Regions from separate parts of the Sus scrofa genome. Here regions 1 and 3 are each linked to region 2. The links are chromatin contacts, called in public HiChIP or PLAC-seq and promoter capture Hi-C maps. All regions are on one chromosome and are shown on one strand. The core of a region is the stretch at or near the end of the contact, and the rest is flanking DNA. Distances in the headings are between cores, read along the strand shown. Region 1 holds the start of CBX8 (chromobox 8). Region 2 holds the start of CBX4 (E3 SUMO-protein ligase CBX4). Region 3 holds the start of CBX2 (chromobox protein homolog 2).

Region 1 (3,501 bases), core at 483-2,982, 42 kb after region 2:
AGAGCCGCGCCTGTCCCACGCGTCCAGGACCGCGCCGCGCCCGCCGCGCACCTAACGTTGGACAGGAGGCCAGTTTTCCGCTCTGGGCTCCCTGCCCTTTCGAGTCAGACTCCTTGGCTCGCCTTTTCTGTTCTCTCTCTCTTTCTTTTTTTCTCCCATCACATCCCTCTCCAAGGGAAACTGCTTCCAGCCAAGTTTATCACCGATATTTTAACTAAGTCGTGGGTTCTGAGGAGTGGGTGCTGTTACTTTCAGCTTTGGCGGTAAGAGAAAGGGTAGAGGATTGCTGGGCCCGGACTTGGGCGCTGTCCCCGTCGCCACCCCAGCCATGGGTCACCGCCAACTGAGCAGGAGCGTGTGTTTGCATGTGTGCACACGCGAGGCATCCGGAGCCGGGTCCTCATCCCCTTTCCTGGGCCCTACCATCTTTACTTCTCTTCCTCAACCCGTACTGGACACGGCATCGCTCCCCGGGTATTCTCCGGGAGTGTCTGCCACGCACGTCGGGAAGAGCCATGAACAGGAAGTGCGCGGTGCAGGCCCAGCCAGTTGCCTGGGTCTGGAGGAAGCGGGACGCTCCCCCAGCCGCGCCCCTCAACCCCAGCCAAGCTCCAGACCCTGCCTTGGTGGTGGTCCACGCCCTCCCCCAACACACCCAGGGCTCTCTTGGGCAGGAGGCGGCTGGGCTGGGGCTGGAGACACTTGGGGCCGGGGCCTGGCGGGGACGAGCTGCGCGTGCTGGCGGCAGGGGCAGGTGGCTGCAGGCGTCGCGGACTTGTCGGGGGATGGTGGTGGCAGGAAGAAGAAGCGCGCTGTCCCCCACGGAATCCCGGAGCGCGAAAGGCTCAGGCGGCGACAGCGGGCCCCCACTGGGTCTGCGTTCGGCTTCCGAGCTGGGGGCGAACGCCCAAGCCCTGCCCAGCTTGCAGGGCCCGGAGGGTGGCCGAGGGCAGGGTTGCGCGACAGGAGGAGACACAGGCACATTGATTTGTTAGCGGGATGGGGCTGGCGGCGGCAGGGGAGGCCGTTGCCATGGAGACCGAGGGTCGGGTGTGCAACTCCAGGGGAGGGGGCTAGGAGGGAGAGCTGGCGAGGAGCTCGTTGTTGGCTCTCGGGGTTCGGGCGCGGCCCGCGGCGCCCCAGCACCTGTGCATTGTGCATTGTGCAGCCCTGGCGGCCGCAGAGGGAGGAGGACCGCGCGAGTCCTAGAGGTGGGGGTGGGGCGGGCCGGGGTCGCCGAGGGGGTGGGGCTTGGCCGACACGGCCGCGGGGGTCCCAGCGAGAGCGTGGGGGACGCAGAGCACCGGAGAGACATCCTGGCGGCAGGGGAGGGGGCCACGGCGGGGACAGAGGGTGGACGGCCCCCCTGCCAGCCCAGCAGACTGACAGCGGCCGAGCCCGCCCTCCCCGCAACGTCACTTCCGGCGGCGGCCCCCACCTCCTCGCGCTCAGTCTCAGGAGTCGCCTTGGACTCCGCCCCCTGGCGATTGGAACGCGGGTCACGTAGCAACGCGGGGGAGAAAGCGAGAGAGGCGTGGCCCGGGGCTCGCCCAATCAGAGCGCGGGAGAGCTGGCCCTGGCCGCTCGGCTTTAGCAACGTCGTTAGCAACACGTGGGGCGGGAGGAAGCGCGGGGCCGGCGGGGAGGAGGGAGCGGAGCGCGGGAGGGGGCGGGGAGGGAGCGAGCGCGCGGGAGGGGGAGGAGAACTGACGTCAGCGGGAGAGTATTATGGTCTGTCGTGCGCTGGCTGCTGCTTTTCTGCTCCTGGAAGCGGCCAAGGGGGAAGCGGCGAGTCAACATGGAGCTTTCAGCGGTGGGGGAGCGGGTGTTCGCGGCCGAAGCCCTCCTGAAGAGGCGCATACGGAAAGTAGGTGCCCCAAGGCCTTGGGCCGAGCCCTCCCCTCCCGGTCCGGGTTCCCTCCTCCTGCTGCAGCCCAGCTTCCCTTCCCCCAGGTCCCAGCAGCGGCCGCGGCCGTGGCGGCGGCTCTGAGCTCAAGCGCTTTCCTTAGACTTGCAGCGATGCACAGATTGCATGGGTGGGGGGCGGGGTGGGGGGAATGAATACCGGTGCATGCACTTTGTGCAGCGTTTCGTGCAGGGGGTGATGCACCGAGCGCGTGCCTTTCGCGTTGGGATTTCGCGCATTCATTCGGTGCATGCATTTTTTGCATGTATTTCTATGTTCTCGTCATGCATTTTTCTCCGTGCACACACACATTTTCCTTTTTGCATCCGCAGGGACGCATGGAATACCTTGTGAAATGGAAGGGCTGGTCGCAGAAGTAAGTAGGTTCTGTGCAGTTCTGAACCCCAGACTGTTATTCGGAAGCTTTCTTTCTTCCTCTTTTCCCCTTTACATTGAAATACAATACAATGCAACAAGAAAAGTTAGACATGCATACACACCCTCCACTTGCTCTTTCCCTGCTCCTGGGACTGACGCCCACTTCTTCCTGATTCCCTTTAGGTACAGCACATGGGAACCTGAAGAAAACATCCTGGACGCTCGCCTGCTTGCCGCCTTTGAGGAAAGGTACAGGCCCTTCCCAGCTTCAGCTCTTCACTTAGGAACACGAAGGGTGGTTCCCATCTGGCCTGAACTGGAGGCCCAGTTGACTTCTTTACTCACACACCCCTTTCTCCCTCCTTTCTTTCTGCAGGGAACGAGAGATGGAGCTCTACGGCCCCAAAAAGCGAGGACCCAAACCCAAAACCTTCCTGCTCAAGGTAGGATGGCAGTGTCCAATGGGTGGGCAGCAATGTTGTTGTGTCAGTTTGTGGGAAGGGGGTCCTGGGAGCTTGTGAGCCAATGGGGTGTCCTATGTGTACCGTATTTGTAATCTAGGAGGAAGTCCCCAGACAAGCTGTCATCAGGTCAGTAGCACCCCTAAGGGGTGTCTTGGCAGGAGTTGCTTAGCCACACTAGAATTTCCTTATGGGACCCCCTCCCCCCAACCATTCTAAATAGGCTTATAGTCATATACAAGAAGGGTGCTTGGTGCACATGGCTGCTTCCAGAGAAATTCTCTACCCCTTTGTCCATAGTGCTATTCCTAAGCTTCACCCCCAGCCAGACAGAAATTTTAAGGCATCAGAGAGTGACGCAGGGAGGCTGAGACTGGAAGAGGGGTGGGGGAGGAGGGGGCAGTGGACATGACCAACCCTACGCTACTCTTGACACTGCCTTCTCTTATCACAGGCCCAGGCCAAGGCAAAGGCCAAAACTTATGAGTTCCGAAGTGACTCAGCCAGAGGCATTCGGATCCCCTACCCCGGCCGCTCGCCTCAGGAACTGGCCTCTACTTCCCGGGCCCGTGAGGGCCTTCGGAACATGGGTCTTTCCCCGCCAGGGAGCAGCAGCAGCACCAGCAGCACCTGTCGAGTGGAGCCCCCTCGGGACCGTGAGCGGGACCGTGAGCGTGAGAGGGAGAGAGAACGAGAGCGTGAGCGCGATCGTGATCGGGGCACCAGCCGTGCAGACGACAAACCCAGCTCACCAGG
Region 2 (3,676 bases), core at 501-3,000:
TAAACACCAGACCGTCTCCAGGCTTCTCCCGCATTCCTCGGAGAAAACGAGCCCCGCGCATGCTTTGGGGGTTCGCTTCCGCACCTCGCCCCTCCCCCGCTCACTGGAGCCCCCGCGCAGTCCCCACCCAGCATTCCGGGACGTGTGTCAGGGCGGGAGCGGAGACCCGGATGGCTCTTTACCCGCCCCCCTCGCTCGTTCCACTCTCGCTCGGCTTTTGCTCCTTTCCTTTCTCCTTGGACGCTCAGCCAAGGGATTGCGCAAGCTTCCTGCTCCCGATCCTTCAAGGGCCCGGAGCTGGGGGCCCGGACACACCCCCGGGCAGGAGCGCTCCTGCCCCCGCCACTTGAGCCGCCCTGCCCTCTCCCCAGGCCCCCTCATTCTCCATTCCGACCCCCACAGAGCTCGCGGCCCCGCGGGCGGCGCCCTCCGGAGGCCGCGTGGGGCGCAGCAGCTCCCCCAGCCGGACGCTGGAGCGGCACGCCGGAACGCGCCGTCTCGCCGCCGGAGGTGCTAAACTTCACACTCGGCAGCTTCTTGGGCCGCGTGGGGAGGGCCTCGGCTCGGCTGCGGCTGCCACACGAGGAGCAGGGAGTGCGACTTCGTGACGAACGCTTGTCTCCTCCGCGATTCCATTCACCTCCCCTTCGTGCGGCCCTGCTGTGCCCTGCTTACATTCGACTTCTTCTTGGCCTTCCCCGCTTCACCTTTCGAAGCCCTTCTCGTGACCCCACGAAGTACCCTCGGGCCCCCAAGCAGATCTGGACAGCCTCTTCGCCCCCTCTCTGTCCTCTCTGCCTCTGCAGTATTGGCCGCGGGGTGGGGGTGGGGGGATGGACATCCGGCCCTCGCCCCGCCAAGGAGGGAGCCCAGAGTAAACTAGGAGGCTGTCGAGATCCAGGGTGGGATCGGAAAACCCTCTGGTAAGGTTCTTGAGAGCTAAGGGCCCAGGCTGCCTGCTCCTCTAGTCCCTTTCTCCTCTACCTCGCTCTCCCGGGCGAGCCTTTGCACCCAGCCCTCTCATTCCTCCCCGCCCTTTCTCTCCCACCCCTGGCCTTCCAAAACGCCCCAAGCCTCTTGGGGCGGGGCCGAGCGGCGGGGCACAGAGGATAGGGGGCGCGGGCTGCCCCTGCCTCAATTACGCCCCCTGCCGGAGCCCCCACCCCCCCGCGTCTGCACGTGACGCAATTGGGTGCAAAGGGAAACTGCAGTGGATGCTTCCGTGGCCCCCGGCAGGGGTCCTGGGGCAGTGGGCGCTGAGAACTGAAGGCGAGGGGGCTGGCGGAGGCTCTGGGCCGCAGGCTAAGGGTCGCCGCCGGATCCTCGCGGCCCTGTCAAGCTCTCCACCACCCGCTCCTCCGCCTTCGGCCGACACACCTCTCCAACCCGGTCCCGGTCCCGCTCCCTCCCTCCACTGTCCCTCTCCCAGGATCGCGGATCCCTCCCTCTGCACCTCTCCGGAGTCCTCCTCCTCCCGCCCCCCCCCGCGCGCCCTTCCTCCCGCCCGCCCCCCCCCCGCCCCACTCGCCGCCCAGGCCCGGGGCCTCCGGTAGGCCCGGCTGCGCCAATCCCGGCCGCGGCCCGCCCCCTGACGCCGAACAGGGCCCAGCGAGGCCCCGCCCGCTGACGTCCGGATTTGCATGAGTTCTTGTGCAGCCGCGGCCCGGGCTCAGTTGTCTGAGCGAGTGCGAGCCGGGAGCGGGGCAGGCGCGGGCAGCGGCGGGCGGCCGGGTTGTGCTGGGCGAGCGGCGGCGGCGGCGGCGGCGCGGGCGGCGGGGGCGCCTCGGCCGGGGCGGCAGCGGGGCGCCGGCGGGAGCCAGCAGCGTCTGCAGCCGCGCTGGCCGCCCGCGCCCCGGCGCGCTCCGGCTCGGCCATGGAGCTGCCAGCTGTTGGCGAGCACGTCTTCGCGGTGGAGAGCATCGAGAAGAAGCGGATCCGCAAGGTAGGGCGGCGCGGGGGCGGCGGCGAGGCGGCGGGGGAGCGGCAGCGGGAGCAGCCCGCGAGGAGGCGGGGAGGGGGTGGGGAGGCTGCGGGCCGGAGCCGGGGATCCCGCGGAAGCTGATGGAGTGCTGTCTCTTCCCCCCTCAGGGCAGAGTGGAGTATCTGGTGAAATGGAGAGGCTGGTCCCCCAAGTAAGTAGCGGCCGAGGGGCGGGGGAGCCCGGTACCGAGGCTCTGAGCTCCAGGGCTCCGGACCCGCCGGGCTGGTGGGGTGGTGGGGGGAGCGGACGGGAGGCGGGGTGGAGATGGGGTGGAGGGAGGAGGGGGTGGGGAAGTCGGTGGCAGGCACTGGGGAAGCCGAGCCGCCGAGCCCGAGCCCGGCGCCCTGTGTTGTGCTCCGCTCTCCGGGAAATGCCATCACTAATTTATGCACTAAAAGGAGCCGGAGGAGCTGGAGAGACGCGGGGCTGAGCCGGGGAGGCCGGCGGAGGGAGGGAGGGCGCAGGCACTGACTGATGTGCAGCAGAAAATGGCTCCTTTCCCCTTTCCCTCCACCGAACGGCTCCATATTGCAAAACCAAAAAAAAAAAAAAAATTAAAAAGCGACGAAAATGCAATTGTGTGCCTCTTCCCTCCTAGTGGTGCAGGGAGAGGGGAAAAAAAGGCAGAAAATGTTGGGAACTGTCACTGCGGCGCTTTTGGTGGGGAATTTTTTTTTTTTTTAATTTGAAATGCGAAGGCACCGGATGGAGACAGACGCGCAGGCACACGCACACACACACTCACACAGAGAGAGAGAGGCATATTTTTGTGTTGCTGAGTATTTAGGGGTGCTTGCCCGTGACAGCGGGCTCCAGGGTCGCGAGGGGGTTTGGGGGGGCCGCTTGGCTGACGGTGATCGGATTAGGGGTCAAATGGAGAATGGCTGAAGCCCTCACGGAGACCCGGGCTGGGGCGAGGAGGAGGGGACTTGCGACTTTGCATTTCGGCTGCTTTGCACGCAGGGTTCCTGGTGAGCAAAGTGGCTTTGGAACATGTCGCAGTAACATGCTTAAAATTCTTGACAACTGCAAAATAAACTGCTAGTTTCATTTTCCTTACCCCTCCCCTTTCTTCCTGCCCTTGTGTGTTTATTTTGACTTGGGGAGGGTGTATCAGGGACCGTGTTTGGCCTGCAGAAATTTACCCTCCCCCCCCACACACACATCCACAGCTAAATAGCTTTCGGTTCATGAAGACAGAGTAAGGCTTTATGTCATTCCCCACCTGGAGGCCAAAAAGCTGGCTCGGGTTTTTTTGTTGTTGTTGTTGTTTTGGGGGTTTTTTTTGGGTTTTTTTACGCTGTGTCCCCCTCCCTTTTCCCTTGCAAGATATAACACGTGGGAACCCGAGGAGAACATCCTGGATCCCCGGCTGCTCATCGCCTTCCAGAACAGGTGAGCGTCCCCCAAGCAGCCGCCTCCCGCAGCCGTTGACCGTATATGGGAATGGGAGAGTGGGCCAACGTTGCCATAAGAAAGGGGGAAAGGGCCAGGAGGGGGGCCGGCGAAGTCCCCTCCCCCCGACGGGCCTGAACGGGCACCGCTGGGGCCTCGGCTCCTCTAACCAACGTCCTTGGCGGTTGCTGCAGCCCGGGCGTGGGGGCGGGGCAGGGCCGGAGAAGGAGAGCCTGTGTTTGGGGGGAACTGCGGGAAGGGTGCATTCGGATGGCCCCACTGCTACGTGGGATAGTTGGG
Region 3 (3,497 bases), core at 672-3,171, 59 kb after region 2:
AATTTATCTGCCTCTAGCAAGCCTGCCCCCCCCCTCCCCGACCAGCACTCCACAGACTCTCAGGCCATCACCAGCCCCTCACCACCCTTTCCCCTGAGTATCTCAAAGAGGCCTCTCTTAACCCAAGTCTCCTCCTTAAAAATAGATATGACATCTAGAATTACAAAAGCAAATTCGGCCCCTGAGACAGGCAAGGGGGCCCCCGTGGTGCTCACATAATACCAGCTGTTTCGCAGCCCAGAGAAAAATAAGGAACCAGGAAGGTTCATTTTGGCAAGTCTGGCTGTCACAAAGATCCAAAGCAACACTCCGTGGCTCTCAAGGTCTGGACACAGTGCTGGTCAGCTGAGGGAAAGTGTGGGGAGGACGCATCTGGGACCTCAAACCACAGCCCAAGTCCAGGACCCCTTGAGGGCCGGCACCATCCAGCGCCACTGGGTGACAGACCAGGGTCCCCCCAATGGCACGCCCCTCCCACAAGTCTGTTAACTTTCTCACTTCTTCTGGAAGGCCAGGAGCAGCCTCGGGTCCAGGATATTTTCCTCTGGCTCCCAGCTGTTGTGTCTAGAAAAGCAAAGAACAGGGCGTCCTAAAGCATCAGGCAGTGACAGGCCACTTCACAAGGCAGCCCGAGTGGGGGTGCCCCATTGCTCTGAGATCCCTGCTGGCAGCCAGGGCACTGGGCTGCTGGGGAAAGTCCCAAAGGTCCCACCCACGCTAACGATGAGCTCCTGGAGACAGGGGCTCTTGAAGCCAGCACCTTGTCCTCCAACTCAAAGGGAAACCACCACTCTACTCCCAATTAACACGGGGACTCAGGAGGACTCCCCAGTCTCCCCGGGGAGGAAAACGGATCCCAGTAAAATGGAAAGTTGCAGAGAGGGAAGCCCCCAAACCCTGGCCAGGAGCCAGGGAGGGAAGGGAAGGCTCGTCCAGGATGCAGGGAGGGGGCGGCCGAGCGGCAAAGACACGCGGCCCAAAGATTAAGAACAACATTGCTGGTGCCCAGGCGAACACGGGCTGGGGCGCCCGGAGAGGAAAGCAAAGAAAGAAAAGTGGGGTCTAGAAGAAAGGGGAACTGGGTCTGCGAGATCGTCTGCAAATAGAGCCCCTTCCGGGATGCCAAGTCCCCTCCCTTACATTAAAAAAGAGAAAAAAAAAAAAAAAAAAAAAGCAGCACTACATCCATCAATAGAAAGCTCAGGTTACAGCGGGGAAAATACGAACAAGAGGAGGGGGGCTCGCACCCCGCGGGGAGGGCTGAGGCGGGCGGGGGCGCATGCAACAAATGGGCGCGGGAGGAGTGCGCGGAGCCGGAGGGGCGCGGAACCGGCAACGGGAGAGGCGGCCCGGGCGCCAGGAACCTAGCTGGGCGAACTGGAGGAGGTTCCGGAGAGGCCTTCCAGCCCCGCGCCCCGCAGGCCAGTAAACAAAGGGCACCCCGTGCACCCCCTCCCGCCAAGCCCGAGGAGCCCGCGGAGCCCCGGCAAACTTCCCGCCCCGCGCGCGGACTCCCCCAGACAGCGCGGCCGAGGGACCCCCACGTCGTCCTCCACCCTCCAGACCGAGGTGGCGCAGGCAGGAAGGCGGGCGCTGCATTGTTGGGGACTCACTTGGAGGACCAGCCGCGCCACTTGACCAGGTACTCCAGCTTGCCCTGCAGGGAGAGAAGAGGCGCGTGAGCCGGGGCGAACGGGCGCGGGCGGGCACGGGCCGGGCCGCACGCACCTTGCGTAGTCGCTTGCTCAGGATGCACTCGGCGGCGAAGACTTGCTCGCCCACGCTGCTTAGCTCCTCCATGCTGCCGCGCGCCGCGCCCCGCCCCGACCGCGGCGCCCACCGCTCCCCGCACCGCCACCGCCGCTGCCGCGCGCCCCGCCGGCCGCACACAAAGCACCGCCCCCGCCCCGCGCAGGCCCGCCCCGCGCACGCGCACCGCCGCCGCGCGCCGCGCGCCGAGAGCCGAGGCCAGCCGCCCGCCCCATCCTCCCGGGCCGCCCCGATCCGGCGCAGGCCAATGAGCGCGCGGGGGCGGTGCCGGGGGCGGGGCGCTCATTGTTCAAGGAGGGCTCGGCTTCGCGCCCGGGCTTGGGGTCCCGCGCGCCTGGTCTGGCTGTAGCGGCGCGGGCGGTGATGGGGGTCCACCGAGCGCAGGCGGGTCTTTTGCGAGGAAGAAGGAAGCGCCCGGTCGTTTCGGGCCTGGGGATCGTCAGCCGAGTCCCGGTCTCCGGGGTGCGCCCGGCCTCCTCCGAACTTCGTTTTCCGGGCAAAAAGCCATTGTTCTGGGCCGAAGTGGGGGAAGTCAGGACGCGGCTAGGCTGCTGCTTCCTGCCCGGGTTTCTGAGGGACGCTGCTTGGGGCGCGGAGGGCCCACCCGCCCTCCGCCTTTTTGAACTTGGTCTCTGTCGGTCTCGGGCAGTCGTGCTATTTTGCGCGCGAGCAAAACGGGCGAGGGGGGCGGGGAAGGAATGGGAGACCAAGTACTTGGGAAGGGGATGAACCGCAAAAACCGAGCAGCCCGGCTCCCCCCTCACTCTCCTCAAGGAGAGAGAGGAGAACGTATCAGCTGAAAACGAATGGCTCTGCGTTCTTATTTTAAGTTGTGAAGAGTGGCACCGAGCCCCCAAGTTTTAGGCAGCACGTAGGGGGAAAGCAACTGCACCTTTTCTTAATTTGTTTCACGATTTTAAGCAAATGAATGTGGGGGAGACGGGATGGTGATTCGAGGAGCTTGTTCTAACCTAGAACTAAGTCTTTAATGGGCCTGCCCGGATTTGGCAGTCCGTGCCCTTTGGATCAATTACAGGCTGCAGAGAGACTGGACCGCGCTTTGGAATGGGGGTGGCCTGGAGTCTTGTGGGTTCAACTTCAGCAAACACCCTTTTATTTAGTGCTTTTGAGATCCCCATTCCCTGAGCAACTTTCCCCTTAAATCATTTAGATCTTGAATCAGAGCAAGTCGAACGAATAATAAAGGAGATATACGTTAGCCCTAACTTTTCCACAAATGAAGGTGATAGATGGCAGCTCTTTTTCCACATCAGTACGATTTTAACTCAAAAAAAATTTTTTTTCTGGTTTTGCTCCTCCCTTGGATGCAGCTGCAAAATATTCTCTCTGTTGAGCAAATCAAAAAGTCGTTTCTTGTTACAGGAGACTGTCTCTAGGTAACTGTAATCATTAAAACCATGTTTATAAAGGATTCTGCAGGAGAGATGTATTTCTGTCGTTTTAACAGGAAAGGCCTACTGTAGAAAATTTGGAACTGCTGGAGCCCATCTTTCAATTTCTGGCGTGTTCATTAGTTTATTTGGTTAAATGGGTTCCATTCATTTGGTATCTGGAGAGAACTTGGGTAACATTTTGGAGCCCATCTTTCAATTTCTGGCATGTTCATTAGTTTATTTGGTTAAATAGGTTACATTCATTTGGTATCTGGAGAGAACTTGGGTAACATTATTTGGTTAAATAGGTTACATTCATTTGGTATCTGAGAG

The links. Promoter capture Hi-C pulls out the DNA fragments that hold promoters and counts their contacts. HiChIP or PLAC-seq counts read pairs in DNA pulled down with a chosen protein or histone mark.
Region 1: a contact with region 2 is called in a promoter capture Hi-C map of liver, with 3 times the contacts expected there. The contact joins the promoter of CBX8 here to the promoter of CBX4 in region 2. A contact is called at or near these places in 4 of 5 promoter capture datasets (fetal liver, fetal skeletal muscle, liver and 1 more), 23 of 47 Hi-C or Micro-C datasets (adipocytes, blood, brain and 12 more) and 2 of 2 datasets of contacts at active chromatin or transcription factors (alveolar macrophages and skeletal muscle).
Region 3: a contact with region 2 is called in an H3K27ac HiChIP or PLAC-seq map of skeletal muscle. The contact joins the promoter of CBX2 here to the promoter of CBX4 in region 2. A contact is called at or near these places in 5 of 47 Hi-C or Micro-C datasets (blood, heart right ventricle, liver and 2 more) and 2 of 2 datasets of contacts at active chromatin or transcription factors (alveolar macrophages and skeletal muscle).

What each region holds. Positions count from the first base shown.
Region 1 is chr12:2,560,687-2,564,187 of Sscrofa11.1, forward strand. It overlaps CBX8 (chromobox 8), which reads left to right and starts at 1,733. Exons shown (of 5, transcript NM_001244499.1): 1 at 1,733-1,867; 2 at 2,239-2,282; 3 at 2,468-2,533; 4 at 2,661-2,727; 5 at 3,200-3,501. The coding sequence starts at 1,799.
Region 2 is chr12:2,519,163-2,522,838 of Sscrofa11.1, forward strand. It overlaps CBX4 (E3 SUMO-protein ligase CBX4), which reads left to right and starts at 1,751. Exons shown (of 5, transcript XM_003131145.4): 1 at 1,751-1,942; 2 at 2,089-2,132; 3 at 3,311-3,376. The coding sequence starts at 1,874.
Region 3 is chr12:2,578,415-2,581,911 of Sscrofa11.1, forward strand. It overlaps CBX2 (chromobox protein homolog 2), which reads right to left and starts at 1,922. Exons shown (of 5, transcript XM_021066506.1): 1 at 1,729-1,922; 2 at 1,614-1,657; 3 at 499-564. The coding sequence starts at 1,800.